Linked DNA regions of Sus scrofa: all the other regions are linked to region 4. Evidence: chromatin contacts called from public Hi-C and HiChIP or PLAC-seq data. All regions are on one chromosome and are shown on one strand. The core of a region is the stretch at or near the end of the contact, and the rest is flanking DNA. Distances in the headings are between cores, read along the strand shown. Region 1 holds the start of SOX4 (transcription factor SOX-4). Region 2 overlaps LOC100512907 (a long non-coding RNA gene). Region 3 overlaps LOC106504342 (a long non-coding RNA gene). Region 4 overlaps LOC100512907 (a long non-coding RNA gene).

Region 1 (6,487 bases), core at 3,206-5,705, 460 kb before region 4:
GCAGTTCTCCTGAGAAGAGAAAGAATTTCAGGAAAGTCTGGGAAATGGCAAAGGAGAGCAACTTGCAATGAGAATAGAGAAGCTACATGGTTACTCAAGACCAGGTAACTCTTATGTCCATCATGGGCATTGATGAATGTATTGATTAAACTCAAAAGGAAGGTCTGGAGTCATTACAAAAAGATAATCTTCTTGAGTGGATTTGTACTTCACCATCTATCACGTGGAATTGTAATTAAGATGACTACCTTGTCCTTGACTGCATGACAAGCCACTCCAAACCTACTGATCTAAAACAACGATTGATTGTTCTCATAATTCTGTGGGTTGTCAATCTCTATCTAGTGAGTCTTCTGCTGGACTCATCTGGGATCTCTCATGTGGCTGTAGTCATCTGACAATCCTACTGAAGTCCAAGGCAGTCTCCATCACATGCCTGGGACACTAGCATGGGCAGGGTATCATTGCGTCCCCATCCCTGCCTTTCACTCTCCACTAAATCAGACTAGCTTCTTCACAATACAATGCTCTTACGGTTTCAAGTAGACAAATCCCACTGGGCAAGCACTCATCAAGCTTCTGCCTGGGTGATGCTGGCAAAAGCCCCATTGGCCAAAGCAAGTCATGTGACCACACCCAGTGTTGATGGGGGAGGATCCACAAAAGGCATAAACATCGGAAGGCCAATTTATCTTAAGAATCTACCACAGCCACTTTGAATTTAAGACTCTGGTATATCAATAGCATTCCCATTCCTTAGAACTTGCCGGGCAGCAGCCCCTCTCCCCGCCCCCCCTCGAGCTCATAATTCACATCTGGGCAGTACTCCCTAGGGAGAATTTTGGAACTTTTAGACAACATTTGGGGTATTCTAGTGAAAAACAACCTGGGCATGCACCTTTAAAATGTATGTTCTTGTGCTATAAATGTTGTGCCTGTTTCTCCTTTATATTGTAGTTTGAGTATTACATTGATTTCAAAAATATATTAAATCGTGGTAGGTTATATTTTCAGCGAATTTTCACCCAGAGTAGTAAAGCTACATTATAAAACACTTGTTCCAACAAGGCAGTGTTTGGGGGCTGATATTTGTGAAATTAATGAAATCCAGTTACTTGCTAGCCCTTCTAACCTAGATTAAGCATCACTAATTATTATTTTTTAAATTGTTATTGTTAATTTTTTTTTTTCCTTTCTAGGGCCGCATGTGCAGCGTATGGAGGTTCCCAGGCTAAGGGTCAAATCGGAGCTATAGCTACTGGGCTACACCACAGCCACGCAGGATCCGAACCGCATCTATGACCTATACCACAGCTCAGGGCAACCGCAGATCCTTAACCCACTGAGCGAGGTCAGGAATGGAACCGCAACCTCATGGTTCCTAGTCGGATTCATTTCAGCTGCGCCACTATGGGAACTCCTGTTATAGTTAATTTTGATCTCTGTGTTGTCAGAAGGTGGGGCAGGAAGCATGGGTGTGTGTGTCTGTCTGTCTGTGTCACCCATACTTAAGAAGGCCGAGAAAAATCATAAAACTTTCATACCTTATACTGCCAGACCCGACACCTCTCCAAACTCTCAAACTGCCTCAACGGTACTTGGTCGAATTTGCTTACAGATTATCGTTTGCACTGTTACAATGTATAACACACGCTATAGAACAGGTGGTGCCGTTCCTGAGCCCAGCAGCTGGAGGAGATGCTCCGCACACAGTAGGAGCACCATAAACATTGATTGACTGACTTCATTGCCTCGGCTGACTCAAGGCCATCCTCTCCCCAGGCAGTACCCTTGTATTTCTCCAAGCCCACACCACTGGCCAGAGAAGCAGTGAGCTTGGAGCAGATGGCGAGTCCCGAGTGCCAGGTGTGCAGCGCGCCCGGCGCGGTCTGGGGCACCGCGTTCTTCGGTGGCCGCCCCACCCCGCCCCTCCCACCCCCACGAGCCGCCGTCTGCTCCGCACGTGACGTCGGGCCTTGGGGGATCCGGGAAGGGGAGGGCGGGGAGCAAGGAGAGCTGGTGCCAGGCGGAGCCCGCGCGTCCTGCGCCCGCTCCTCTCTGAGTGCCCGCCTCTCTTCCCCTCTGACCCGCGTCGCCAGGCAGCCCGTGCGGGCTCCGCGCCTTCCCACCCCCCCTCTCTGCAATCAAGAGCCTTTCTTCCTCCCCCTTCCCCTTTCCTCTCCTTCTCTTATCTGACGTTTTGCTTCGCTTCCCTCAGCCCTCTCCCCAGCGGGTTTCCCTCCCTGGCTGACGCGCCCGCCCCAGCCCGCCCTCGCACAGCCTCCAATTGTAGGTCAAGTCGTTTACTAACGTTGGCTTAGGTTTGCTCTTGTTTAAGCGTTTTTCCATAAGTGAAATCAGCCGCTTTCCCCACGGGGCCCCAACTGTAATTGCTTCTATTTGGCTGTTGAGTTGGGGGTAGGGATCCCGCGGGATGTGCTCCCATCCACACCCCCTTACTGAGGTCACAGGGATGGTTTCAGGGCGCCCCACGGGATGGGGTGGGGGTGGGGCTATGCAGCCCCACCCGAATGCCTGCCCGCGGGCCTGGCTGCCGCGGTAGCCTGCGGAAAGGCAGACAAGCGAACCCGGGGAGGGGCGGGGCGGGGGGAAGGGGGGGAAACAAAGCGAGCAGGAACCCTGCACCCCCACACACATGCTCTGCTTCTAAGTAACTGCGCCTGGGGCGCAGACTCTACCACTGATTTACCTGCCAGCTTCCTCCTCCCAAACATGAGACCCGAGGTCGAGTCACAAGGGGCGTTGGTGTGCCCATGCCTTGGGACCCGGGTGCCGCGACTCCACGATTCCCTCGCCTTTACAGCACGGGAGGCGGCACCGAGGCAGGCTGGCCTCTTCGAAATCCCTGGAGAAGGGACGCTTGAAGGTTTGGGTGCAACCAATTGTCAACCTCCCTTCGTCCTATACAGCCTTTTCCTCCCCCCGCCCGCCGCGCACACGCCCTGCTCTGCCCTCTTGATCGGGCAGCTGCCGGCTCAGTGGAACCGGGGAGGGAGTGCCCAGCCGGTGTACGAATGCCGCATGCCAGCCGGAGCGTGGGTTCCAGACGCACAGCGCGCACGGAACATTTAGGCGTCCAAAGCGAAGGCGCGGGGGAAGCCAGGGGGCCGAGTGGCTGTCAGTTCCGGTCAGGGACGGAACTGGGCACCATAGCCAGGGGCCCAGCTGGCCCTGTGGAGAGGGGAAATGTAGAAGCCGAGCACCCGGGAAACCACCCCCCGGCTAGAGGCGGCCAGTTGCAACTTCAAAGGAGGGCTAGGAGCTGGCGAGGGCGCGGGGGCGTGTGTGTGTGTGTGTGTGTGTGTGTGTGTGTTCAGCTTCTTCCCCGGTCGTAAACCTAAACGGAAGACGGGTGTTAAAGTACTGCTGACAGGATCGCCTGAAACATGTTTACAGTAGGAAAGACTTTCCTCCAAAAAGCACAGCCTGAGTCGATTCCAATTTATTTCCTCCCTGTAACCATAATCGCAAGGCCAGTCTCAGCCGGCGCGGCGGAACGCGGCTGAGCACCATTAATCCCCGCCGAATCCTCTCCGAGCTCAGGGCAGGAAGAGCGCCGAGCCTGCGCCACCGAGTCGCTGCGCTCGGTCAGGCGTCTGGCTGAGACCATCTTTCCAGGAGGAGGGGTATCCGTTGCCAGTCCTTAAGTAAAGCGCGCCTCCTTTGCAGCGGCTCTCGGAGAGAGACTTCTAACTACTTGCAGCTTCAGCAAGATACGGACACGGTAATTGATAACTGCCCGGTTCACTTACTAGACCCAAACCGGAGCTAGCCTTGGCGTCTCCAGTGTCTGGGAGCTTTGACAAGTGAACAGGAGGCCAAAACTGTTCGTTGCCCCAAACTCGATTTATGATTTAAAAAAAAATCATCAAGATTCATCGACACACTCTATAACCTCTGATCATTTAAACTGCTACCTAAACACGTTGGAAGAGTGTGGGATGATAAGGGTTCGGGAGAGGTGGAAGGGGGAGAAGAAAGAAGTCTGACAGTCTCCACGTTTTCCCACGTCTCCATGCGAGTGCAGGGAGGCTCAGCGCTGCCACCTGGCGGCGGCTTCTCCCCGGATTGGGAGCCGGCTGGTGGCAGAGCAAACCCAGGCTCCCAGTGGGTGTGCCCTGCTCCTGCCTCGCGAAATGGGGCAGACAGAAGCTTGTATTTATGCTTCAAATCTCCGTGGCCCAGTGGAAACACCCGTTTTCTTCTTGTTCTCATGAGGATACTGAAAGGAAAGGAAAAATGAGTTGGCGCTGGTATGAAGTGCATACATAAACCTACCAGGTGCCAGTCACTGATTAGGAAGGGGTAGAAAATGGTAAAAAGTTATTAGAAATGCAGGGTTTTTATCTTTCAGTTCATTCTAATAGTAAAAATCATTCATGGACTTCATTTTACCCCCAGACCCTATTTTGATATTTTGCAAATAAGAATTACTTCCATACATTAATTTTCAACATGCCCCCCAACCCAAAGGAAAGTCCAGTTCTAGTACAACTTCATCAGCCCCCCCAAAATGGAGTGCAAATTACGTTTGCCTACCGGATTGAGAAGAAAAGGAGCTTTGGATGGAGGGTTCTTTGCCATAAAGTATGGAACCAAAAAGCCTGAGGCCTTTTAGTTGGCAAAGGCCAAGGACATCAAATTTCTCAGGCTTCTTCCCTATCTACTAAAGTAACAAAGACAAGTATTTCTTTTCTCTTTATTTTCTTTGAACTGAATACTTGTTAGGTCAGAACAGCGCCTACAATCATAGTTTCTATAACCAAGGCCAGGCAAAATCTTGCAAATCAGTGCAAATCCAAGAGATCTGTTAAACTAATTTCCCTTCAGATTTTTTTTCCCCTCACTATGCTATAGGAATATATTAAGCAGTGGGATACAATCTTATTTCTATCTATACCCCATACCATTTTATGGATTGATATTTTATGTTGTACAGGTGTGCGGAGCAGAATAAAAGAACTAGCAGATATTATATTACATCTCAAATAGTTTCATTATTAGTTTAATAAATGAAACAAGATTAAAAATATTTACATTAATTCAAAATTTGGAATGTATAGCATCATTGCTAATAAAAACAATTACTCTATTATTCTAAAACAGGAATTTTTTTTTGCAAAATTATCTTGGTTTACTGTTAATGTGGCTTAAAGAGTAGCATTAAGAATTACTTCATGTACTGCAAAGCCAGCAGAGGGAACACTGAGTACTGATTTAGTAGGGGCCACCAAGTATCTGGTATTTGGGGAAAAAAAAATGTCAGTAATGGAAAATTGGTTACAAAGCATGTGAAGTTAGGTAGTGAGAACACAGAAATCTTTTCTCATTACTTGCTATTCAGAGGCCTAATACATTCCAGTGTGCACATACTCAGTTGGTGAGAAAAATGACTTTAGTAAAAGGCCATTTGTCACATGTTTTGTTACATTTTAAGAGGACTACTAACACATAAGAACAAACCTATTTCAGCAGTCTGTGCATTCATGTATACCCTAAAACTCTTATAAAGTCAATGGAAATTACTAACAATGTATTTCTTTAATTCTAAGAACTTTTTCATTTTTAACTTCTCAGATGTCTTACAACCATGGGGGTATCAGTGTCATTGGCAGTTGTTCTCTCTTAAGGACATATAACAATAGTATGTCTTGAAGACATTACTTAGATTTGTTGAAATATGGGAAATACAGCTAACAATATAAATAGGCCAGTGGCTATTTTTTTTTTTTAGTACACACTTTAAAAAGATCTGTGTGCTTTAAACATAAACAAAACTACTCTGCTTTAACTTCACTTTTCCCTGATAATATTCACTGCTAGAAACATAAACAGCTTGGGAAATATAATCAATTATATTGATACTCACCTTGACTGAATTATCACAAACTAGCTACACCCTCAAATCCTTAGTTGGTACAAGTCCCCAAATAAACATGGTGTTTATTCTTTTTTTTTATTCTTGTGGAAATATTGATTTTATAAATAATAGACCTCTTAGAGTAATTTTTATGTCAGACTGATAACATGTACGGGTGTGTTGTGGTATGCATACCAAAGAAAATGAAAAGCATGATAACACACCCAATTTTGTTATATGCAAAAGAAGTGCCTGCGGGTTTTTAATTTGTTTGTTTGTTTTTAAGATTTGTTTCTCCTTCTAAAAGAAAAAGCATATAACTTGGGTAACTACTGGTCAAAAATTATTTGCTTTTACCCACAAAAACATTCTTGCATGTGGTTAATCCTTAGAGGTCCAGTCAGATGTCTCCAAAGGGTGTTCTTTCCAGTAAAATTCTACATCTGACAACCTGGGCCTCTCGCCAGCCTACATACTTTAAAAGTTTGACAAGATAAATAGAAATCTACTGCCTCGCACTAGTTTGATCTGAATAGAAAGCTGACTTAAATTATGTTAGGTTAGCCCTACCTAACCACTTAGCATTGGCTGATAGAAAAACAGTTT
Region 2 (6,410 bases), core at 2,000-4,499, 280 kb before region 4:
ACTTATTTTAAATGAAAATTTCTGATTGGTTGCCTAAGGCTGCTACAGGGACCTTAATCTTAGAAAAGATGACTTGGAGGTATTACTCATTTTTATTTATGAAATTAATCATCTGGATAAGCAGTGTTGGACATTTTAAGCAGTGATCCTATGGTGCTTGGTACCTAAGGGCCATATGACTCTAACTGTATAGTAATACGTGGAAACACATTGTATTTATCTCTTTTGACATCAGTTTATTTCCCCTCCCTTTTTTTTTTTTTTGGATTTGTGTCTTTTGATAGTCTAGGGATTCAATGAGATAAGAGTTACATATTTTGGTTTCTTTGCAGAGAGACAGCAAACAGAGGTCAGATTAAGTTCACAAGTATTTGCTTGGCTGCAAATAAGTTTTTTACCAGGTGATGTTGGAGACAAGTTACCAAGGAGCCAAGCCAAGGGCCAGTGCAGAGGAGGAGAGGGAGCTGTGTGTAGATAGATTGCTTTTTTCCCACTGTTTGGTTCCATTCTACCATGAAAACCAAACAAGTTAATTGGTTTTCTTCCTGGGATGGTCTCTTTGACAGACAAGCCCTCAGTCAGCTAATCAAGGAGTTCCCGTCGTGGCGCAGTGGCTAACGAATTTGACTAGGAACCATGAGGTTGCAGGTTGATCCCTGGCCTTGCCAGTGGGTTAAGGATCCGGCGTTGCTGTGAGCTGTGGTGTAGGCCAGCAGCAACAGCTCTGATTAGACCCCAGCCTGGGACCCTCCATATGCCGCGGGAGCGGCCCTAGAAAAGGCAAAAAAAACCAAAAACAAAAAAAACCCTCAGCTAATCCATCCCACTGTCTCGACCTTATATTGGGAAATTCAACTTCCTAATAGATGGACATTTCCAGTTCTTGATTCTCTCCTGTCCCTGTCCTCCATTTATGCTTAGATAGCCATGGAAATGGAGCAGAGTCGGAAGCATCAGACTTCCGATGTAGACTTTACTGATTGGGAATCAGGAGTTGGCTTAGTTAGATGTTAGCTTGTTTTCTTTTTTTGAAGAAAAATGTGTGTGTGTGGAAGGTAGAGTGTGACTTAAATCGTGAAATGTCTGTTTGAGAGCGTAACTTAAAAATGCAACTTACGGAGTTCCTGTGGTAGCTCATTGGTAATCAACCTGCCTAATATCCATGAGGACGTGGGTTGGATCCCTGACCTTGCTCAGTGGATTAAGGATTCAGCATTGCCATGAGCTGTGGTGTAGGTTGCAGACACAGCTCAGATCCTGTGTTGCTGTGGCTGTGATGTAGGCCGGCAGCTGCAGCTCTGATTCGACCACTAGCCTGGGAACTTGCATATGCTGTGAATGTGACCCTAAAAGGACCAAAAAAAAAAAAAAAAAAAAAAAAAAAAAAAAAAAACCTCTTACACCAACAATTGTTATGTTAATGATATATTTACTAGGCCAAAATAAAACTTTTGGGATTTTATGCCTTTCACAGCAATCCAGCTTTTTAAGGGTAGAATTCAGACAGGCTTCAAGGCAGTGAATGAGTTAAGTTTTATTAAACCTGCATTTAGAGATGACATCAGTTAGTGCTCATGATGTGTCACCTCCTATGACCATTTTTAAATGGGTGACGGGCAACATGTTATGACATTGGTCATAGATGAATGCTACCTAAACCTAGATTTTTCTTCAGCTATAACATCAACATTGATTCACATTCTTTGGCTACAGTTCAGTCATTTGAGAAAAGATCGAGAGGCTTTTTAGAAGAACAGCTCATGTACACGTACTGTCTTCTCTAAATACTGAACCATTTCACACCAGGAATGTAAGTTTTGCAGTTAAAAGTCCATTCCATAGTAATTAGTATTACCACAGCATTAAAAAAAAAAAGAATTTACCAAGAATAAAAAAAGGGGGGAGCAGCTAGGGAATGAGGAACAGTCTGGGGTTCTGTTGCTCCTCTGGGTCTGGCAGAGGCTCTGGGCAGCAGGCTTCAGAGCTGGATCAAGGCTGCACCCTAGTTTCTTAACCGTTGGACAGAGATGGAGATATCGGGCCTAAAATCTGGTCCTTGCCCAAAGCCAAATTAGTGTTAGGCAGTATTTCTGTTTGGAACACATTTGTCCTTATTTTCCCTTTTCTCTGCTTGCCTACTGGAAGGGAGAAAAATAATCAGAGGTAGCGCCTGGGTGGAGCCACCCTTTGATCTCAAGGTCCCTGGGTTGAGAGCTCTTGGGCAGGCGGAGGAGGGGGTGGGCCGCAGCTGCTTTTTGTCCTGTGCACGCCCCCCAGGTTCCCTTCCTTCCTCTTCACATGTCCGAAGAGCAAGGAGAAGCCCAGTTGCTGAGCTCGGAGGGGAGGACATAGCTGGTTGGGATGCTGTGACACTGTCAGCAGCAGCTGTGTCCTTTTGTGGGAAGGTGTTGCAGCACATTCCTGGAAGGTGTGGGATGAAAAATAACCCACCTTGGAGTTTGTTATTTGTATGACACTGACATGCGTGCCCCTGAGCTGGGCTGTGCTCAAGTGGGAGGATGCAAGATTCTGGCGAGGATGGATGGGGAGGAGATCGAAGCCTCGGGCTCCATCAGAACGGGAGTCAGCCTCCAGGGGAGCAGAGACCCAACCCTTTGGCGTGGATCTGTAATGGTCCCCAGGTGAATGAGAAAGGATCTTGGTCAATTACGGGAGAATGGAGAAAGCCAGCCAGCCAGCTAGCTTGATTCCTCCTCGGAGAAATAAAACTTGCCACGTGGTCTCCCTCTTCGCCCTGCTGGGGGTGTGGACGAAGCAGTGTGGGGGACGTGGGAGGTTTTCTGCTGGAGTTGATTGAAAAAACAGCTGCCCTCCTCCGCATCCCGCCCCCCCCCCCCCCAGCCCCATCCTTTCTATGGCAGGATGTAACTATGCTGTAAACTTTGGCAGGGGTAAAGCATGCTAATACTTTTTGAAACAGGAATCTTTTTTTTTTTTTTTTTGGCATGGACCTGTTAGGTTAAAGCTGGGACGGTGGTGGGGAGAGAGCTTAGATAAACTTTGATAGAGTCATTCAAGGAATGATTTGTATTCATCCAGAAAAGGGTCAGAGTTCAGTGGGTTTGAGTCTAAAAGAGCCAGAGTAAGATAAGGTAAGGAGCCAGTGTTTTGGAAGTGGCAACGTGCAGGCCAGGACTTGAAAGAAAGCATGTTTGCAGCCCTTCCTTTATTATCATAACCTCTTGAGCAGAACACGCCGTTGGAAACGACAGTAAATGCTTCGCGGCGGATAAGCTGATGACCTAGTTTTTTGACCAAGGGCTCTTTGGGGATCTAACGGCACCGGGAAGAGCTGAGCAGCTTGGACACCGTTGGCCAGAAGTTCTGTGCACCTCAGGAGCCGGGGGCTAATTAGAACCCCGAGACATGGAGCAGCAGCTGTTTTATGGTGTGAACTTTTGCACAGAGGATTTCACGAGGCTAATTCTCCTTGGAAGTCTGTGTGCAAAGTGGTTCTTTCCTGGCTGTTGCTTCATTCTTCTTTGGAGGCCTGTTTTCACTGAGGGAACGTTTGGTGCCAAACCGAGCAATGACCTTCGGGTGCCTGGAGCTGCTGCTGCTGCCGGGCCTGGCCCAGTGGGGCTGGGCCGGGCTGGGGAGGGGTGGGGTCCTTGGGCGCAGAACTGAATGGGGCGGAGGGAGGGTCGTCGTAAGCTTTTCTGGCTCTGGAGGCCTCCCACAGCTTTGGCCTGGAGGGGAGGCCCAGGAACCAAAGAGAAGAAGTGGAGGGTGCCTTGTCGGCTTGGCCCCTCCCTCCTTCCTTCTCTGCCTCTGAACTCTTGGACCCGCTCTCATCCTGTCCCCTGCCTCGTTTAAACCTGAACGCGCTATTTTTTTGTTCCACTTCATGTGTGAGGAGATATTTTTCAGGGCAAAACTTGAGAAATAAGTGAAAAAGTGTCTAGGGTTCACCATAGAGTAGGCATCATTTCTCCCCTCTCCTCCTCTTCCCCTCCTGCCTTCCTCCACAGCGTTTTTTTCTATCCTCCTGCGTGTATTTGCTTTTACCGTGGAACTACTAGACAGAGATGTTTTAGAAAGTAAAATCACTCCCTAAAAAATGCCGTTGAAGACGTGATAGTCTGGGATCCATGCGAAAATGCATTATTAAAAAGGGCTAGGAGGAGTTCCTGTCGTGGCGCAGTGGTTAGCGAATCCGACTAGGAACCATGAGGTTGCGGGTTCGATCCCTGCCCTTGCTCAGTGGCTTAAGGTAAGGATCCGGCGTTGCCGTAAGCTGTGGTGTAGGTCGCAGACGCGGTTCGGATCCTGCGTTGCTGTGGCTCTGGCGTAGGCCGGTGGCTACAGCTCCGATTCGACCCCTAGCCTGGGAACCTCCATATGCCGCAGGAGTGGCCCAAGAATTAGCAAAAAGACAAAAAAAAAAAAAGGGCTGAAGTTCCTATCAGTTAGAATATCAGTTATCTAACTGATTAATAAAAGTTGCTTAAATGATTATGATTACAGAATACTCTAAATCTTGGTATGGTGTGTTTCTTTTTTTAGGAATGCACATCTTAGAGACCTTGAAAGATAAACATACTTTCCTCTTTTGTAGACACAAGAAATCTTTAAAAGGGAAAAAAAATGACGATATCCCCATCATACAACAATATAAATAATTATATATGTTTAAGTGTACGAGAGGAATATTGCACATTAAAACTGTTTAGGAGTTATTTTTAATTCATATTTAAGTTTGATTTACATTAGAAAATATGAAAGGAATATAAGATTGCAGATAAATGTCCAATAAACAACCTATGTTGGGAGGTCCCCTTGGGGCTCAGTGAGTTAACAACCTGACCAATATCCATGAGGATTCAGGTTCGATCCCTGTCCTCACTCAGTGGGTTAAGGATCTGATGTTGCCATGAGCTGTGGTGTAGGTTGCAGATGTGGCTCAGATCTGGTATTGCTGTGGCTATGGCATAGGCCGGCAGCCGCAGCTCTGATCGAATCCCTAGCCTGGGAACCCCTACCCTGAGGGTGTGGCCCTAAAAAGCCAAAAAAAAAAAAAAAAACCAAACCTCAGAAACAAACAAACCAAGAAAACCCATGTAAAAATGTACTTTTAAATATTGAAAAGGAACTATGCCAGAACATTTAACAGTAGTTGAGCAGGAATTGGGAACAGGTGAACTTATTTTCACATTTGCTCTCCTTCATTTTCTACAGTGAGCTAGGAGATCGGTTATAACATCTGTCTTTTGCTAACGTACTTGAATGAATAAGCACGAAAATGGCTTTTTCCTGTGTCTTTTTCTGACCTGATTCAGATATGAGATACAGGTTGCAGAAGCTGAACAGAAGTGACTATTAAGTGTATTCACACTTGCAAGCTTTTCTAAGTGATACCATTTGGGACAGTGCAGGTGGTTTTCACCCTGATCTCTTGGAAGGGGCAGTGGTGGGCCCGCTCCTTCTCCTCAGTGATCACCTGATTCCTTTTCTTTAACTTCAAGGACTTGGCCTTCCTCGCAGTTCTCATCATGTTTCTTTTTTCCTTCTGGGATCTTGCTGGCCCGCCTCCTCCTTACTCTTGCTGCTGTGTGCTCCCTTTCCGCCACCCTGGCAATGATCTCTGAATTACTTCACTGGCGATGACTCATAACCGGGGAGCCACGAGTTGCCAGTAAAGTTAATAGGGCTTCTCTGGGACCCCGTTCGTGGCAATAAAATTTGCAACTAGGCATGAGCAATTTGAATTTGCAGCACAGGGCTTTAATTGTTTGGAAGTGTCTATAAAAATACAGTGTGGCAAATTAAAGTTGCTCAGGAACTGAGATGTTTCTTCTCTGCAGAAGAGGCGCTCTCTAGAAGGCACTCCTCTTCCCCAGTGACACACGACTGTTGGCTCAAGCATCTGCTGTCTGAAATGAGGCGCCTGTACTCACACGAGGCGTGGGGCTACAGAGGGTACTCGTTTCTCAAACTGCAGGCTTCTCAGATCCCGTCAGAACACTGGAACCAGAGGCAGCACGATCCAGATGGGTGAACTGAATGAATTGTGCCATTATTGATGCATTTTGGCCCTGACTCAACCTCTTTACGTACAGCCTAATGAAATGAAATCTGTTTGAATGAATTGTCCCCACCCCACCATAAATCCTAAAAGCACACATAGTAGAAATGGGAGTCTCAGGATCTCTCTTCCTTTTCTGTTGTCCCCATTTACAATACCTGAGATGAAAGTGAAGAGTGAGCCGGAAACATTCAGAGCATCAGGGAGCCGCCTGTTACTACGAGTAATTTTCAGCTAGAAATGCAGCTTTGTGCATCTGTGGCAGCACTGTGATGTCCCACTAACAGAAAGAGAAAGGAGGCTGCTAGAGGAGGCGGACAAGTACATGTTCTAGAATCAAACTTCTGAGTCACTCTTCTGTCTG
Region 3 (5,763 bases), core at 3,114-5,613, 500 kb after region 4:
TTTCTTTACGTTGACTTTGTGCTTGTTTTGCTGGTCTCTCATTACAGCATCATTCCCTCTAAACTTCTTAAAAATACATCTTGGGAGGGAGATGCTTGGACCCAGTAGCGCTTTTGCATAAATTACTTCCACAAGTATTCGTCCATGGCTGATAGGATTAAGCATGATGACACGGAGTCTTGGATGGCCTCACTTTGATAAGGGAAGAAAAGGAAAAAGAAATTCTGACAAGTGAATGACCACAGAAAGGGAAAATGGGAAATTGCCAAATAGCTCTGCAACACAGATTTCCAGATATTCACATAGGAATTCAAGTTTCTGTTGTCTAGAAGCTTTAAAAATATTTTATGAGTTCCTGTCATGGCGCAGCAGAAATGAATCCGACTAGAAACTGTGTGATTGTGGGTTTGATCCGTGGCGTTGCTCAGTGGGTTAAGGATCGGCGTTGCCATGAGCTGTGGTATAGGTCACAGATGCGGCTCGGATCTGGCATTGCTGTGGCTGTGGCTTAGGCCAATGGCTACAGCTCCGATCAGACCCCTATCCTGGGAACCTCCATATGCTGCAAAAGCAAAAGAGGAAGCATGGACAAAATAGGAGTCAAATTATTATACAGATATTAAACAGTGCACTCTTAGAGGTAGTGGATCATAGAGTGTTATGGAAATCAAAAGGATTAGAGGCAACTTTGCTAGATAGTTTTCTTATAAATGGCCACCAAAGTGCAAAACCAAGAAATTGCCCTGAGCCAATATCCTTCTCCCAGCCTCACTGATTTGAAAAAAAATGATAATATTTTAAAAACTCAGATATTCTCATTTTGGTTAATAGGGTGAATAACTAATACCAAAAAAAAAAAAAAAAAAAAAAAAAAAAAACTATGTCAGTCAATGGTTGAAAATACACTATGGAGTTTTAAGCCTCAAAGAAAGACAGAAAGAATGAATTACCCCAATGAAGGCTGATTGCAGCAGCCAAATCTAACCTGGCTGGGGGTCCTAAATTCAACCCACTCCTATTTGGGCAGGTTTTGTTTGTTTGTATTTTAATAAAGAACGGTCACTTTTCTCACTTGCTTATATTCAAATAGAGACTCAAAAATCAATAAAAACATCTATTCATTCAGTTGAGAAAAGCAATCCAATTTTCCCAGTGTGTGTACATGTGTTTGTGGTTTGCTAATATATATATATTTTTTGTCTTTTTAAGAAATACATGTGCCGTAGCTTCAAGGGTGGAAAATTTTACACAGTTCTATAGTGAGGAAGTTTAATGGTTACTTTTTTGCCTGTGTTTTTTGGAGAAATCTTTTTTTTTTTTTTAATAGATATTGTCTTAGCACCAAGGAATACTAATAAAGTACTGTGTTTGAAACATCTCTCTTGCAGGCTCTCCAAACAAGAATACCAGGTCTCTGGTTCTTTCTGTGCCTCATCTTGAGGCTGTGTTCATTTTACATAAGCACATCCTAGAAAACAGCAAAGGGATATGCCAGTTGTGACTTCCAAATGCATTGCCTTTCTCTGCATGCAAGAATATATTTAAAGCAGATTATATTTTCCCTCTGTGTTTCAGTTTTCACAGTTAATAAGACAGGCATTTCCATGGCTGACTTGCTGTTTTCATGGGTAGCAAGCATTCTGATTAGTATTCCAGATACCAAGTTTACCAAATTTTCTCCAGAATACAAAATGCCACAGACATCAAAGATTTTGTTTCTTGTTGTTTATATTTAAAACATCAAAATAATACTAATTGTATTGTCAAACATGTTATGACAACTCTGGTAGCTAGCATTTCTGAAGAAATGTCCGTCAAACCAGTGCATCTTGAAGGATTTTCATACCAAGTAGAAGCTGGAGAGATTTCAAATCTCCTACCATCGATCGCATACACAAAATTGTAAAATCAAACCTTGCGAAGACAAGCTGGAGATTCACAACAGTGACAATTATGGGTTTCAGTTCTTATGACTGAAATTTTTTGTTGCCCTATCATACACAACCAACCTTTAAAAACTCCCACTAAGGGGAAGATAGTTCAAGGTAATGCTGTGTAAGCTGCTGGTTTTCCTAATTATTTCTTGTGAAATTAACAGAATCAGTTGAAATTAATCAGCGTTTTAGTACCAAACCTAATTAACTTCCCAACCTCTCTCTTCACGAGAAAAATTGACCCAGTGTTTGCAAAAAAGGAAAAAAAAAAAAAAAAAGGAAATACAGCCATGTTCTGCTACCATATCAATATCATAATTTGGACTCATCCTCTATCTTGTGATATTAAGGATGGTGCTATAATAAATCCATAAAATTCAATAAAGCGATTGGGAAAAAAAAGGAGAAAAAATTAAGAAAAAGGGGCAATGGTGATGGAGATGGACATTTCCGCTGGGAATATAATGCATGTAGGTCGCTTGAATTTCTGTCACTGCTTCTAAAGATCACCCTCAACATATGCAATTAGTTTTGTTTTCATTTTCAATATTATATTCTGCATAAAATGTGGGATACTCTCAGCAATAACCTTTTATTTGAAAGCCTAGAAATTTCATTCTTCGTTAATTTAACACTAATATTTTGAGTTGGATGTACTGTAAACTTCAGTGTGAGAGCACCTGCCTCTTGAAACCACACTGATAACATGTATGCCAATTGAGCTATTCGTTGGATCCGATGAAAGTTTCTTTCCCTATCGAGAATTTTCCAGAAAGGAATATATTCTGTCTGACACACAGTAACTAACACCCTAGGATTCAAAGATAAACTTGATAGGAGATATGAGGATGCATATGAAAATATGCACTGGCCAGTAACACCACCCAGGTAATGTTAACGCTGGGTGCTGGTTTTAGCAGGCAGCTTGGGTACTGTTCTTTCTGGATCCTTATCTCAGGCTGGCTTAGAGTTGGAAGACTCTAGAACATCTGGAGATGCTCTCCTGGCTATAATTTTGGTTGAGATTCCAGACCAGAGAATCAGCATGCTGTTATCTTCTTCCCAAAAGTTCAATACATTAAAGACAAGGTAAACTGTCATTAGGAAGGAAATGCATATATTTTTGTTATGTTTCAAAGGCTTTATTGAAGTCTATCTGACAAAATTGTAAGATACTTAAATTATGCAATAGGATGATTTAATATATATATGGACATTGTGAAAAGTTTCCTAGAGTCAATTTGACATCTCTTTTCCTACTGTAATTAATGTGTGTGTGTGTGTGAGAACATTTAAGTTTTACTCTCCTAGCAAATTTTAATTGCTCAATACAGTACTATCAACTATATTCACCACGTTCTATATTAGATACTCAGACCTTATTCTTATAACTGAAAACTTGAGCTCTTTTACCATCCCCTGAACATTTCCCTCATTCCCCAGCCCCTGACAAGCACTATCCTACTGTTTCTGAGTTCAACCCTCTGCTTTTACTTTTATTTCTTTTTATTCCACATGTAAGTGATACCATGAAGTATCTGTCTTTCTCTTTCTGGCTTATTTCACGCAGCATAGTGCCCTCCAGTTTTACTCATGTTGTCGCAAATAACAGGATTTCCTTCATTTTAAAAGAAATGCACTTAAGAAAAAAAACAAAAAGATATGTGTCGGGACACAGTGACCCCAGTGTGCCTTTAAAAATAAGAAATCTGCTCTCCTAGGCAGAATCAGGTTTATGACCTAAGAATCTATCTTCTTATACCACATTAAAGAGAAAGGAGAGAAAGAAAAAAAAGGAAAGGAGGGAAAGAAGGAAAAAGGGAGAAAGAAAGAGTACTTAAGAATAAGCTATTTCCTGAGAATTATTGAAGTAGCTAAATTATAAAAGCACATGGAAATCCAGATCCTGTCACATTTATGTAAATTAGCATTCAGTTCTTGGTCAGTCGATTGGTGAGTTCTGCCATTCATTCATTTTTCCAGGCATGTGCAAAGAGCTAAGAGGAGAATGGCAGAAAAGATCCTGCCAGATAAGGCAGGGATTTCAAAACACTGGAGGGACCCTACCCTTAGTATGCTTGGGAATATTTAACTCTCAGCAAAATGATCTCCAGGAAGTGCCCTCCAATATCTGTTGTCCATGCAGCTCTCTTGATGTTTCAGGGATAATAAATTTTGCCTTCTGTATTTAATATTTGTAATTGCTTTCATGTCACAGTCTTTGAAAAGCCATACAAGATAGGGCAAGTTGTGAAAGAGGGTAGTCAGATCCAGAGAGAAAATCAAAGAGAGAAACACTGTCTCACAGGGCTGTAGTTATTTTCTGTAAGCAACTGGCCCTCAGAAGCAACTGGCATGCTTAGTCAGATGCTAAGCCTGTGGGGTGGAAAGGCCATGGCTGGCACCCTTCACAGAGAGTAGTGCCTCTCCACCACGCAGGTGTTCTGGCTCCAGAGGCCTGCCAACTGGCAACCCGATTCTCTGAGGGGATTATGCACAGTTGCTCTTAGTTAAAATAGGACACTTATGCAAACACAGGATCCACTGTTGCTAACTTTTGTTGTCCTCGGTAACTCCCATCCTCTCTGGTTCAGAAATGAGAGAAGCAGATGCAGGCAATGCAGGCTTTGCGATTCTTGTTTTTCTACTTGTTAAAATTGGCACCCACAGCTTCTACAAAGTGACTACACAACTCTGAAATGATGCATGAAATGGGAAAAAATGGAAACAATTTTTGCCCTGAATGCTCAGGTCACAGAAATTACAGACATGGATTCACACAGCAAATAGTGACAAGTCTTCCCTAGCTTCAGCCAAGAGTTAAGCCGACTATGGTGGATCATCCCAATAAACAAGGGACTGAGTCAAAGAGAAGAGAAGGTCTATCTCCTTTGATGCCAGGTGACATGAATCTTCTCAAGTCCTGCCCTTCTTCCAACCCCATTCACCAGGTTTTCTTTTCACCCCCATTGCTTCCCAATTTTTTGCTTTTCCTTTTGCTGAATGTCCTTTTCAAATATTCAGTCTTTTATTTGTGTGCACTCTTCCCTTCCTTCTACTTGTTTTCTCTAAGGTTCCTTATACTTAGCAGCTACTCAGGAAGCATGTTGAAGGGAGACAAGGTGGGAATGGGGTCATGGAACTTAAGGATTTATTTAAAGTTGTCATACCCAGGAGACAAAGCCAAGGGCTACCTATCTTTAGGTGCAGATCCATGTATTCTAAAGAAAGAAAAACTAGGTCATGTCACCATCGTTGTGACTGTCAATCAAATGTGTGCGGGGACACACTTGGGAAAGACCACTTTCCTATGCATTGCATGCTCACACACGTGTAGCCATAAAACACAATCTGAGTTATCCCCCAGCTGTCGGCTTCTATCTCTTTCTCTGTCTCTCAAACCCAAAGAAAGAAATTAAAATGTAAGAGTAGGCACTCTATTAGAAGTGTAACTTTAAAATTGACTTAGAATAAAGAAAAATAAAATGCATGCTGCAATTTAAAGGCTGTATTTCTTGGGAATTGTGCTGTTCAGATGTATAAAGGACGCTGAGGAAATTGGTTATACTCCTCCTTGCTTCTCTTTCTTTCCTTTCTTTGAGAATCAGGAGCTCCCTTGTGGTGCAGCAGAGCAGATTAAAGATCCAGTGTTGTCTCACTGCAGTGGCTTGGGTTGCTGCTGTGGCATGGATTCGATCCCTTGTCTGGGAATTTCCAATGCCATAGGTGTGGCCAAAACGCCCCCCAAAAAACCAAAAGCAAATCAGAACTTGACTTTTGAGGATTCCTTGGGCTTCCAGGAAAGGTGTGAGGCTTGATACCAGAACAG
Region 4 (5,938 bases), core at 1,549-4,048:
TTCCAAATAGGCAACTCATTTAATTCCCAGATGAGTGATGGTATCTACAAGGCCTGAAGGCCATGTCTCTCTTAGGTGCCTTAATGTAACTAGCAGAACATACCTGGCAGTGCAGCACCTCTGCAGAGAGGTGCTCCAGAAAGCGGTTGTTTGTTCTTGCCCTGCTGAGAAGCAGCACTATCCGTGTGGCTTAAGGGCTCTAGCTGCAGCCGTGAGTAGCGCTAGAAAAATAGCACTACCATTTGCCAGCGTGAGATGCCAAACTGCAAATAAGAGGCATGTTAATTCAATGAAGCAGAAACATTTTGCTTGGTTTTAATGCTTACTTGCGGGAGAACTTTATTGTGTTTGTGTGCCTTTAAATAAGAAATTGCGTATTTTGAAAATCATGAAAACCGTCTCGTCTCTTCTCCCTACAAAGGGGCAAGCTCTTCCCACTTGGGTGAATATTGCCTGCGCCACTCGCCGAAGAAAGGGAGCGGTCTTGGCAAGCATCTTATTAGTCTAAAAATAAATTATTCAGAATGCAGGTTCAGATACAGATTGCAGGGCGAGATAATAGAATTGGTTTTCCAAGCCTGATCATGCTATGAAGACATGGTGTGTGCTTTTCAGGAATCCGCTTAAGTGGAATCAGCTTTGACTAATACAAACTAGAAATAATATTGCTGCCATCCAGCTAGTGTCTGTGGTACAGCATCCTCAAAATGTCTCCAAGCACCCATGATCTCTTTAGTCTATGTGCGTGTGCATATATGAAAGTCTGGATGCATTTCTTCAGAGATGCCTTTTACTCATTGTTCTTTTAAGGAAATTTCTTCCTGGCAGCACGAGAGGGGCATGTCTCACTTAAGATTTGTCTCCCTCCTACTCCCCCTTGCCTCGGCAACATAGTTGACCACATCAGCAGCCGACTCCAGTTGTCATGTGGCTTCTCATGTGATGCTGGGTCTGCAGCACTTTGGAGCAAAAGCCTTTGTGGCTCGGCACTCATGGACAGTAGCGTTCAGGGACAGAGGCGATTTTGGAGGGGGTGGGGAGGCCAATAACCCGAGAAACGTCAAAAATAAAAGTCGCATGAAGTACTCTGATCTATGTAATTTTTTTTTTTTTGAAATTTGATTTTAACTCTTGCTTTTTTTTTTTTTTTTTTTTATGGTTTGTGTCTGTTTTTTTTCCACCCCCGCAGGCGCCGAGCTGCGCTGTTTTTGTGTTTCTTTCTTTCTTTCCTTTTTTTTTTTTTTTTTTTTTTTTTAAATACCGAAGCAGACCGTCTTTCCTCACAGCTCCAGGGCTGCATCGCTGTGGGCGCGCCAAGCTTCCCCTGGTTACCTGAGCTGCTCCTGCTGCCTCCCAGCCCCAGCTTCGCCACGGTCACCTGAACCCGGCATTGCTGGTCTACGCAGTGCAGAAGAAGGACCTGCTGCTGGAGCTGTGGCCGGGGCCCCCTCACAGCCGGACAAGGGGACTTGGAAGACAGGGTGATGCTGCAGAAGACCCGGGGTGGGACGCATGGGAAGAACGCCAAGGACCGGGGCAGGGGAAGTTAGGAATACTTTCCATCCAGTGCCCACTGGTCCTCTGAAGGGCAAGGGCAGGCCACAGCCCCTTCCTTGCGCCCCCAGCTGGGGCTGCTCCCAGGGATCAGTCTTGATGAGATGTGGTGGCATTTTACCTGGGAGTGGAGCTGACGATGGATAAACCAGGTATCTGACGTGTCTGCCTGCCCGAGGAAGAGGCAGAGTTGGAGAAAGGCAGAGCGAGGGAGCGCCTGAGAAGAAAGAGGAGATGCAGAACGCCGTTTGATCATCTGCCGCTCGCCCTGCATTCTCATTCTAGGAGGATGGCATAATTTACAACCCAGTACATGGATGGAGGAACTGTAAATTGTAGTCTGGATGTCCCCGGTGCTGTCAAGGAAGAAACTGATGGGCTAGGTGACTGTACCAGTGTCCCCAGAGGAAAGAGCAGCCTTGCAGCATGGATTTAAATGCATGTGCATGCATGTAGAGACATGAAAAAAGAGATTTCTGACCATTTTACACAGGAAGTCTGTCACTTGGCTGGATTGGGCTTGATTGCAGCTTGTATTTTCAGCTTCAGCTCAACACCCATTTCCTGACTAGCCAGAGAGAATGGCCAAAGCAGCTGCATGCAGAATTTTCTTGTTAATGTGCAAGCAACCCTCCTCAGCTTTAACTCCTTGAAGTTCTGAGTGCTCTGTGCTTCTCTAGGACTGATTGTAGGGTTTTGTTTTCTTCTTCTACAGATCCCTGTAAACACAGCTGTATTCAGTATGGTGAAAAATTCTGTCCTGTAAATAGAAATCTGATCAATTTAATCAAAATAAATGTATCCCAGATGACTTTGAGACCAGCTGGCTACCACAGGCTTCAGATGCTAAATGTTCAATGGAGACGAATGCAGTCTTATATTTACATGTTTTAGAATTCCCGGCTCAGCCTCTAAATTAAGAAAAGGAGTCCTTTGCTCAGGAAGAGATGGTCCTTACGAGCTTGCAGGTAGATGGCTAGATAGAGGTGCGGGATACCGTTGATGAAATTTGGGATTGCGGTGTTGCGTTTGGAGGGCGCGTGCCATGCGGCAAAAAAGAGTCACACTCAGTATAGAGGAAGCGCGGGATCTCCCTTGCTGTGGGGAGATGCACGTGCCCTGGGACAGCCTCTGGAGAGCTTGGGGAGGCGCTTGTTTGGGCTTTAGATGCATGAGCCGTGGCACCCCAAGCCCAGCTTGGTAAAGGAGTCAGCTCCAGTCTGGGGTAGAGGAGCTTTCCCAGTTGTCATGGGGAGCTTGTCTGGGATGCCTGTCTGGCCCTTCCACTGTTTGTTACTATTTCTACAAAGGCAGCTCTGTGTGTTGGATTATGTTTGGCCAGCTGTTGACGCATTCCTGCGGGTGGGGTTGGGTGGGGATCTTATTACTGTACTGTCCAAACTGTAGATCTGTGTGCACGCACGGGGAGCAGGGAGGGAATGGAAAGAAAGCAGGTTGGAGCTGCTGATCCCTCTTAGCGCTCCCTCCAGATAGTACTAGAGCCAATCCAGAAAGGCTCAAAGTGGGAAGAAGGAGAAGAGAGGACGATGGGGGGAGGGGAGCAGTGAGGGAAAGAGAGTGAAACTGAGCAAGCACATAAGTGAGAAAAACAGACTCAGAACTTCAAAGCTGCAGAGACAAGCAGAATGTCAGCAGCTTGTAATTAGTGGTTCATGGTTGCGTCAGTAACTGTATCTCTCCAAGAATAACTATGTGATGTGTGCCACAAAGTGCAGAAGACAGTCATAACCGAGTTATCAAACCCGGTTCAAACAAGGGCAAATGAATTAGGGAATCTTCTATGTTTGTAAATCAAATACTGATGGATTACACATTTGAGATTTGCTGAATTCTGCATAATTGAAGGCTGAATTATTTATTCATTGGGGAGGTGGGGATACTGTGTATTCATTAAATGAAACTGTGGACCCTTAAAAATGCAGATTAATTGTGTAAGAAAATATTAGCACTTTGCCCCATCAGTGCAAGATATTCCCCCAAATAGCCCAAAACAGCACTGCTCGTCTCCCTTATCTCTGCATCCTCAGGAAGTGTTTGTTTACGTGTTTTTGTGCATTAACATGGAGAGGAGTTAAAAGCTATATTCTGATAAATTGGGTCAATTGAATTTGAAAATGCCCATTTTAGAATTTGAAAACTCCTGTGGGGTTCTGCTTTTTGTTGCTAGCCCTGGTATAAACCTTGAAGGAGCCTTGGTTGTCCTGAAGCCAAACAGCAGTGCCTGAATAACCCCAGGCCAAGTTGGGGCACCACCGTGGTTGAGATTCTAAGGCCACGTTTTCACTTCCCTCCCTTGTCTCTGGTTCTTAGCGATTGCGGTGCGCCCACAGCCCCCACAGAGACACGGTGGGAGGAGCTGATTGGTTGGTAGGCTTAGGATGTTTACTCTTATTTGTTTTCAGCGCTCCTCCACGGCATTCATTGCCTATTTGTATTTGTGTTCACACTGCACAATTACTCCACACCCGCTTTGTTTCTCTGCCCGAAGAGAAGTCAATTTCAGTTCAGCCCCGCTCTCTCTCGGCTTCCTGGGTAATACGCGCATATGTATTACGTTACCCGTGTATGCATTTCCCTTTTTAATGTGGATTAGGGAGACGCGCAGGCAGGGGAAAGCCCTGTATATTAAATCAATAGCTTTTTGAATCCCACGTAATATAATTTAAATATACTTACTCTGAGGTTGCCAAAGCTGACATTGTCGGAGCCCGTTTAATTTACATCTTCGATTTAGTCAAGGAGCGGAACCTGCCAGATCAGAATAGCTCATTCTGTGCACCCAACAGGGTGGAAGACATTATTTTGTTTGTGTTCGTTCAAACAGCTGGTCATTAATGCAGTCCCCATTTCGGGACTGAAGTGCTGGTGGACGTGAATGGCTGCCTGATTAATGCTGCCCCTCCGTGGGTCCTTCACCCAGCAGTCATGCCCGAAGCAGAATAATGTAGCATGATGTGATTGCTCTCTAACAGGGTAGTATGTCATTGTGTCACCAAGCAATTGAGGTTATTATGGGGCAGGGCAGACAGACGGGACAGTGGGGTTACTAGACCGTAGCATTTTTAGAAATACAGGCCTGACCTACTTAGAGTTATTCTCTCTGGCTGGCAGCTGCATGGTACATAAAGTCTTCCTGATAGGCTGAGGCTGTTGCTAGGGGGAATTAGCATGAATTTTTCCACACACAGACTCAGTGACTGAATGATAAAAGCTGACTGGAATTAAGGAGATTTGGTTTAGTATTATACAGATTTATCTGCCCTGGTTTTTTCTTTCTCAAGTGCAGAGGAAGGGTGCAAAATACAGATTTTTGCTTCCATTATTCTTCGTTGACCCTCCTGTTCTCCCCACCCGAAGAGGCACCAGAGCAGGGCAGTTATGAAATTTTGGTTAATGGCTTAGGGTTGGGGTCATGGAAACGATGTTGCAAATCACAAGATATTTCAGTTTATAAAGACTGCTGCTAAGGACTAACAGAAGGTTGGGTTATTTTTCCTCTCCTCTGCACTAAGCTGTTTTGAAGTTGGGCATGCATCTTTCATGCACTGTGTATTTAAACTCTCTTTCCCTTTTGGGCTGGAACAAAACATTTATATAAATTCTTTTCTATCCAAACAGATTGAAGCTTGCAATCTCTGGTTTGTTTAAAATAAGATAGTAAGGATTCCAGATTTGGACAGGGGGGAAAAATATATATGTATGTATGTATGCACTTATATATAGCCCTTTTTTATTACAAAATATTTTTTTCCTGGGCTATTTTGGGTTTGGCTTATTTTTCAAAAGCCAGCCTGTTGTTTATACTCATGGATAAAACCTAACTGCTCCCACCCTACCCTCTTTGCTTCACAATGTACAGAAAGACATAGGTTTTTCTCCAGAAGAAAGAATATCTGCTGAATTTATCTGGATATTGTTTTTCCTCAACGCTGACATATATACTGTGTGGAGAGACTTCACATAATCAGTTTTATAAGATGACCTGTGTTGTTTTCTCCTCCTGTCCTTTCCAAGTGTCTCTGTGTTTGTGATTTTTAAAAGATCTTTTCCAGAGGCAGATTCTTGATAGCTCTATTAAAGTAAATTCAGAGTCCACCAGGAGAAACATAAAGGAATATAGAGTCAAGAACACTTAGATTCTTCTTGTTCCTCATAGTAGACTATCTGTGCTTAAACCACAGTGTCCCTCTGTTACCTTATCTGTCCCTCTGCTGAAAGGAAGCATTGTCCTGCCTTTTTGATTGGAAATTAATTTTTGTGAGAACATGCTGTGATGTCACAAGTACTCACAAGGCTTGGCTGCATTAGGGAGGAGAATAATGTGGATTCTTGTGAACTTGTAACATTGGATTCCTTGGCCCCA

What was found. Hi-C and Micro-C count contacts between places; a contact is called where the count stands out from the background. HiChIP or PLAC-seq counts read pairs in DNA pulled down with a chosen protein or histone mark.
Region 1: a contact with region 4 is called in a Hi-C map of heart right ventricle, with 5 times the contacts expected there. The contact joins the promoter of SOX4 here to the enhancer-like site in region 4. A contact is called at or near these places in 11 of 47 Hi-C or Micro-C datasets (brain, embryonic fibroblasts, fetal heart ventricle and 6 more) and 1 of 2 datasets of contacts at active chromatin or transcription factors (skeletal muscle).
Region 2: an H3K27ac HiChIP or PLAC-seq map of skeletal muscle shows a contact between it and region 4, with 6 times the contacts expected there. The contact joins two enhancer-like sites. A contact is called at or near these places in 2 of 47 Hi-C or Micro-C datasets (both in skeletal muscle) and 1 of 2 datasets of contacts at active chromatin or transcription factors (skeletal muscle).
Region 3: an H3K27ac HiChIP or PLAC-seq map of skeletal muscle shows a contact between it and region 4. The contact joins two enhancer-like sites. A contact is called at or near these places in 2 of 47 Hi-C or Micro-C datasets (fetal skeletal muscle and skeletal muscle) and 1 of 2 datasets of contacts at active chromatin or transcription factors (skeletal muscle).

The regions. Positions count from the first base shown.
Region 1 is chr7:16,882,379-16,888,865 of Sscrofa11.1, forward strand. SOX4 (transcription factor SOX-4) reads left to right here and starts at 4,456. Exons shown (of 1, transcript XM_013977467.2): 1 at 4,456-6,487.
Region 2 is chr7:17,063,857-17,070,266 of Sscrofa11.1, forward strand. The region is part of intron 3 of LOC100512907 (a long non-coding RNA gene); the gene reads left to right. Among named protein-coding and RNA genes, the nearest start is that of SOX4, 180 kb to the left of the region's middle. Within about 2 kb of position 3,250, at least 19 of the 83 cell types and tissues checked have an H3K27ac peak or open chromatin away from gene starts, as enhancers often do. A contact at or near this core is called in skeletal muscle, where this site is marked.
Region 3 is chr7:17,849,323-17,855,085 of Sscrofa11.1, forward strand. The region is part of intron 2 of LOC106504342 (a long non-coding RNA gene); the gene reads left to right. Among named protein-coding and RNA genes, the nearest start is that of HDGFL1, 160 kb to the left of the region's middle. Within about 2 kb of position 4,364, at least 3 of the 83 cell types and tissues checked have an H3K27ac peak or open chromatin away from gene starts, as enhancers often do. A contact at or near this core is called in fetal skeletal muscle and skeletal muscle, where this site is marked.
Region 4 is chr7:17,348,308-17,354,245 of Sscrofa11.1, forward strand. LOC100512907 (a long non-coding RNA gene) reads left to right here. Exons shown (of 7, transcript XR_002346090.1): 7 at 1,190-5,938. Among named protein-coding and RNA genes, the nearest start is that of PRL, 110 kb to the right of the region's middle. Within about 2 kb of position 2,799, at least 46 of the 83 cell types and tissues checked have an H3K27ac peak or open chromatin away from gene starts, as enhancers often do. A contact at or near this core is called in brain, embryonic fibroblasts, fetal skeletal muscle and 1 more, where this site is marked.